Regions from separate parts of the Mus musculus genome. Here region 2 is linked to region 1. The links are chromatin contacts, called in public HiChIP or PLAC-seq maps. All regions are on one chromosome and are shown on one strand. The core of a region is the stretch at or near the end of the contact, and the rest is flanking DNA. Distances in the headings are between cores, read along the strand shown.

Region 1 (2,821 bases), core at 153-2,652:
CCTCCCTCAGCCCCACGCTCCTCCCTCAGCCCCATGCTCCTCCCTCAGCCCTACACCCCTCCCTCAGCCCCACACCCCCTATCTACCTGCTTTCTTGTTTGCTGGAGTTGCTGGAGATCGTAAATATTGATTATCAACCCCATGGCATCTGGTCTCTCCTAAGAAGCATCACCGTGTTTACCTGGCCGCTTCATTAAGTATGTAAGACCCACACTGAATGTGGGCTGCACCATCCCATGGCTGGGGGCCTGGACTGCATGCAAAGGAGCCTTCATCTCTCTCTCTCTCTGCTTCCAGATCGTGGGTGTGGTGTGGGTAGCGCCTCACCCTCCCGCCCCTACGCTGTTCTCTAGAACGAGAGGCCAGAATAAGCCCTCTCCCTGGAGTTGTTTCTTGTGTTTGTGTTTAGTCACAGCCAACATAGGTGTCCTCTTCCCTTACAAAAATGTTGCTAGGCAAGTAAAGACTGCATGCCTGCACACATGTATGCCCTGTGCAGAAGCTGAACTAAGACTCTCAGTGACATGCAACTACACAGTCAACTTCAGCCACAGTCACTGGTGGGCAGCAGAGTCCCGGGAGAGTCACCATAATCTCTCTACCTTAGCAGTTTCATCTGAAATTGTATGTATTCTGAGGGAGTTGTGTGTTCTGACACACCATTGGCATGCTTTACTGTGAATATGCGCAGTGGTGGGTGTGTGTCACAGATGCTATGGGGAGGATCAGAGGGCACATTACTGGAGTTGAATCTGTCCTTCCACCTTTAGTGGGTTCCAGGGACTGAATTCAGATCTCCAGACTTGCTTGGCAAGGCTTGTTACCACTGAGTCATCTCTCCAGCACCTACGTATTTATTTTATTTATCCTATTTAATGTGTATATTCCTCTCTAGCCTGTCAACCCTGAGGTCGGAAAGGTTTCCCCCTCTCTTCCTTACATCAAGGGGTCTAGAATAAAGCCTGGCATAGCCCGGCCACCTGATGGATCTGTGGCCAGAATAATGAGTGTAATACTTTGGGGGATTGGTTTAGTGCAATGGGCACAATTTTAGGGGGTACGTGTTTATCTATAAACATATGCACGGCTATTTACTTAGAATTGAAGACACAAAAATGTATGTATTTCCTTTAAAATGAGAATGAGGAAGAACAGTCACGGGCCCCGGCAAGTGCTTTTATAATACATTCATGACCATGGAAAAACAAACATAAACTATTATATGTCTGTCTTTCTTTTTTCGCTCAGGTTTTTTTGTTTTGTTCTGTTTTTGGAACTGGTCCCACAAAGTCATACTGCCTCCCACTCCTGCATTCTGCCTATAGACCCCGGTTGTCCCCAAAGGTGCGATGGCACAGCCAACCGGCTGCTTTAAGGATGCTCTGCGGGACCTAGCGGCGGGATGCAGCCGTGACGTCACGGCCCCGCCCCACGGGGTGATGCTGCAGCTGCCGCGGCGGGGCCGGGGGCGCCGGGCTAGGACGGAGCTGTACCCCGAAGAACCAGGAACCCAGCCTGGGAAAGGGATGCCTCCCGTCTGGACGTACAGGTACCGGGCGTTTCCTCCTGCGCCCTCTGCCCAGCTCCGCGGCTTGGCGCCGGGAGCAATGCTGCTTAGGCCCCAGGATGATACTAGTGCCCAGGCTGGGGGCTCTAGGCAGGCATGGAGACCTTTGTTCTTCTTGGATGTTTAGTGAATTAAGCTGAGAATGGAACCTCCGGGGGCGCAGCAACCGCAGGCCTAGAGGGAGAAGCAGTCTGGTAAAATTTGCACCCAGCGTCTGCTCTGTTTATTGAGCCCCAGGCCTGTTCCCGGCCACCTGGGCAGGTGTCATCAGCTTCCGGTTCACCTCCTCCCTGAGGCTGAGTCCTCTGGATGGTCAGGGGCCTTTGTAAAACATCTCCTGGGATGTCTGGGTTATGGGGAACAGCACCCTGTCATTACCTCTGTCCTGAGTCATATCGCTGAGGGTGTCATGCTAAAGCTGACACTAGAGGCGGGCAAACCTCCCCTTCATTCTCTTCTGGATAATAACCTCTCACGACCCCTGGAGTCGTTAGAACGTTTGTTTTCCTGTTCTTAGGGGGAGGAGAGTCAGGTGCTGATGAAACAAAGTCAGAGTGCTTCTAGTCGGGACTTTGGAGGCAAGTTAGCCCTGAGTAAGGAGTCAAAGTCCCGGAGATGTAGCAGAACTGGGCCCCGATTCAGTGCTCCATCCCCTTAAGAGGTTTGAACTAACAGCTCTGAGAATCTGTAGGAGGTGAAAGAGAACTGACCCTAAGGCAACCCCATGGGTGGAAAGCCCCCTCCCCCCGTTTTTTGTTTGTTTGTTTGTTTCATTTCGTTTTGTTTTGTTTAACAGAAAAGAGAAAAGAAAATGGGTTGATTCCAAGTGAGATACATTTTTTTAAGTATTCAGGTTATTGCATGTTTCTTTTTTGTTAATCAAGTGCTGTTGAAACAGCCCATAACAGGTTAGGGATGGCTCAGTGGATAAAGAAATTGCTGCCCAAGCAAGGGGACCTGAATTTGAATCCCCATGTCCCATTTAAAGCCACCAGTAGTGGTATCGTGTACCTGCAATCCTGGCAGCCCTAGGGCTGGATAGGAAGCAGAGATGGAAATCTCTTGAAGCTCCTGGGTGGGCTAGCCTGGTGTATCCTGCTGCAAGTCAGAGGTTGTGTCTCTAACTGCCCACAGAAAAGTAACTTTAAAAAAATCTGTCACAGTATAAAATTTTGTAAAGCATTTAACATTTTTTTTCTTGATTTTTCAAGACAGGGTTTCTCTGTGTAGCCCTGGCTGTCCTCGAACTCACTC
Region 2 (2,821 bases), core at 138-2,637, 180 kb before region 1:
GATCTATTTACTGTTCACTGAGCTGCCTGACCTGGCGTTAAATAGTCCTCTACAGTGGGTATTTGTAATTGTTTCCTTTAGATGGAATCTGAAAACTGAACTAATGACGTATGGAGCCAAAAGCACAGCTAAGAGAGTAATTCCCAAGCTCGATGTTTTATGTGTGCAAGCTAAGTGGATTTTCTCCATACTTCACGGAAGAAGTAAGGCGACCACCGGAGCGCTAAAGAGGAGGTCCTTTGGTATTTGAATTATTTCACTGAAATAAGATCAGGCTCGAAAAACCTCTTTAAAACTAAGGTGATGTTTCCAGAAATAAAGATCACATAGTGGTTGCCTGAAACTGAGTCTGAATTCTTTGGCTCTTCATAAATCCAGATCTAAACGAGGTCTCATGGTGTGTGCATGCACCCCACCACTAATGAGGCTGAGGCAGGAGGATTGTGAGTTGGAAGACTTCCTGGATATGTTCTCTCCAAAGGCAAAGGGCTGGAGTGCCCAAAGTTCTGAGTTCCATCCCGGCAAGGAAACAGGAAATGAAATCTACAGGTATTTTGAATATGGAAAGGCTTCTCTAATTTGTTTACTTTGAGGGAATTTAGTGGTTAAAAGTCATTCCAGATGTTCTCAGCTGGAGGAGAGAGATCGGCAAGGAGAAACTTGCCCCTTAAGAACCTAAGTGTGGGGTGGGCACCTTCGTGGGGTGGGGTGGCTAGAGAGATGGCTCAGTGGTTGAGAGCACGGACTTCTTTTCCAGAGGTTCTGAGTTCAATTCCTGGCTGAAGAGGGATTTACTCTGACACTCCTGTGAATGTGGCGGAATCCCTTTCCCTAGGACAGTTGTCTCTTGTGACCTGACTGGCCTGTAGCTAATTGGTGATTAAGGCCTTGAACGCAAGCCACGAAATGGCTTCATCTGTCCCTTCCTCCACCCGTCAGCTTTGCCCTTGCGCTGTTCTGGGTCTCAGACTTCCCTCTCTCTAATCCAGGTTTTGTCACGCTGCCCACGGTGATTCTTTGGACAGCAGTCCTCCACCGTGTCAAATCCTTCCTGTTCTGCCTGTTCAAATCCTCCCAACATCACTTCTCAAAGTGACAGAAAGACAGGATGAAGCACTGCCACAGAATAAAACAAGATCTAACCCAGGGCCCTGCCTTCCTAGGTATCCGAGCCTCAGGGACCAACCATTATACCCGGGTCTGGGCTTTCCCTTCACAATCCAGCCCTACTACCCTCCTGCCCAGGGGATATTTGCCACCACCGCCTCCCCAGTTACCCTTCCCTGGGGCTACTTCCCTCTCCTGCCTTTTCTCAGCTTCCGGTCCACCCAGCTCCTATGCACTGCAGTCTCAATCCACAGGATCTACTTTATTGACATTGTCTTCCCTACTTGTGTCTAAGGATTGGGGTTTCCTGCCAGTGCCTCGCCACAGGCAACGGGCCCAAGGACTTGTGATGCCCAGGTCCCTGATTTTGCTACTTTGTTTTAAATCTAACTCTTTCTTGAGTTATTTCCTTGGGATAAATCAATCAAAGTAAAATGATCAGATCAAAGGAAGCGATTAAATCTTTGGGCACTAATTGCTGGTTGGCCAGCCAGATCAATTGCTCTAATTTACACTTCCAAGGGTTCCATTCTTCTCCACATTTCTCTGTCAGTGAGTGTCTGGTTTTATTTCAAACCTCTTTCTTTAAACTTCACAAGGAAAGAGAGAACAAGGGAGGGAGGGGAGGGTCAGAGAGAACACCAAAGCAGAAAGCACGCAGTCCTCTTAGTTGTATGTCTCTGAGCGATTAGTTTTATAACAGTCTGTTGGGACTCCACTGTTTTTTGATCAGAAGAATTTAATACCTGAAATCCCACCCACCCCACCCCCCTCCGTAAGTTTCAATTGCATGAAGCACACATGATTAAGGAAAACCACAGGACTGTAAACTCCAGAGCCTGAGGATCTTCTTTTAAAAGGGGCAGCAGGCTAGGGGAACAGCCCAGTGGGTGAACTGCTTGTTGTACCAACACAGAGACCCAAGTCGAGATCCTCAGGACCACGTGACCCCCCCCCCCCATCCTACCCTACCACCCCAAGCATGGTGACACAGGCCTGCAGTCCCCAGTGCTGGGGTGTGGAGACAGGAGGATGCAGCAGGAGGGGGTGGGGACAATTGGCAACCTCCAGATTGAGTGAGAGAGGCCTGTGTCTTAAAAACAAGATGGGGAACAGTGGGTGAGGGCCCCTAGTGTCGATGTGTACTCTCTACCCTTGAACATACAGGCACAGGAATCTTGAAGCACACATACACACATGCATGTTGCATGTACACATGTACACATGCTGGTCACTTAAAACAAAGAAGAAAAGGACAACAGGGTTACCGACAATTGGAATCAGACCCTCTGTCTGGACCTTGGTATTTTCATCTACTGGATGGGAGTCTGTAGAATTTCAGTAGCAACAGAGGGACCGGGGTCATTTAAGAGATATCCAATACACTGTGTAAACAAACTCACGTGAGGACAGAGAAATGATTGATTAAGCGCTATTAAATCAGCCCCACCCCCCACCCCCTTTCTTTTTAAATCCAGCAAAAGTAAAGAAGAACCTTTAGGATTAGCAAACAGCTTTTCAGCGAAGGGCAGCGATGTTCCACGTCAGCTCACTCAGGCCCGACATGATTCGGCCCAAATTGATGGATGGCGTGCAGGGTTATCTACAGCAGTTAGTCAGGGTGATTTTCCACTGAAGGTGGACTCTGAGGACCTGCAGGCAGGAAGGGGTTAAGCCAGGTGCAGAGTGAGCTGCAGACAAGGCCAGGGCTCAT

What was found. HiChIP or PLAC-seq counts read pairs in DNA pulled down with a chosen protein or histone mark.
Region 2: a contact with region 1 is called in an H3K27ac HiChIP or PLAC-seq map of embryonic stem cells, with 12 read pairs. The contact joins the enhancer-like site here to the promoter of Slc45a1 in region 1. A contact is called at or near these places in 7 of 39 promoter capture datasets (embryonic stem cells, hematopoietic stem and progenitor cells, liver and 3 more), 3 of 484 Hi-C or Micro-C datasets (Th1 cells, bone marrow-derived macrophages and embryonic fibroblasts), 9 of 115 datasets of contacts at active chromatin or transcription factors (bone marrow-derived macrophages, craniofacial prominence, embryonic basal ganglia and 4 more) and 3 of 9 other capture datasets (adipose tissue, liver and pancreatic islet).

The regions. Positions count from the first base shown.
Region 1 is chr4:150,650,755-150,653,575 of GRCm38.p6, reverse strand. It overlaps Slc45a1 (solute carrier family 45, member 1), which reads left to right and starts at 1,402. Exons shown (of 9, transcript NM_173774.3): 1 at 1,402-1,549.
Region 2 is chr4:150,825,742-150,828,562 of GRCm38.p6, reverse strand. It overlaps 1700045H11Rik (RIKEN cDNA 1700045H11 gene), which reads left to right. Exons shown (of 4, transcript NR_040649.1): 4 at 82-338. Among named protein-coding and RNA genes, the nearest start is that of Gm42356, 19 kb to the right of the region's middle. Within about 2 kb of position 1,387, at least 10 of the 459 cell types and tissues checked have an H3K27ac peak or open chromatin away from gene starts, as enhancers often do. A contact at or near this core is called in embryonic stem cells, where this site is marked.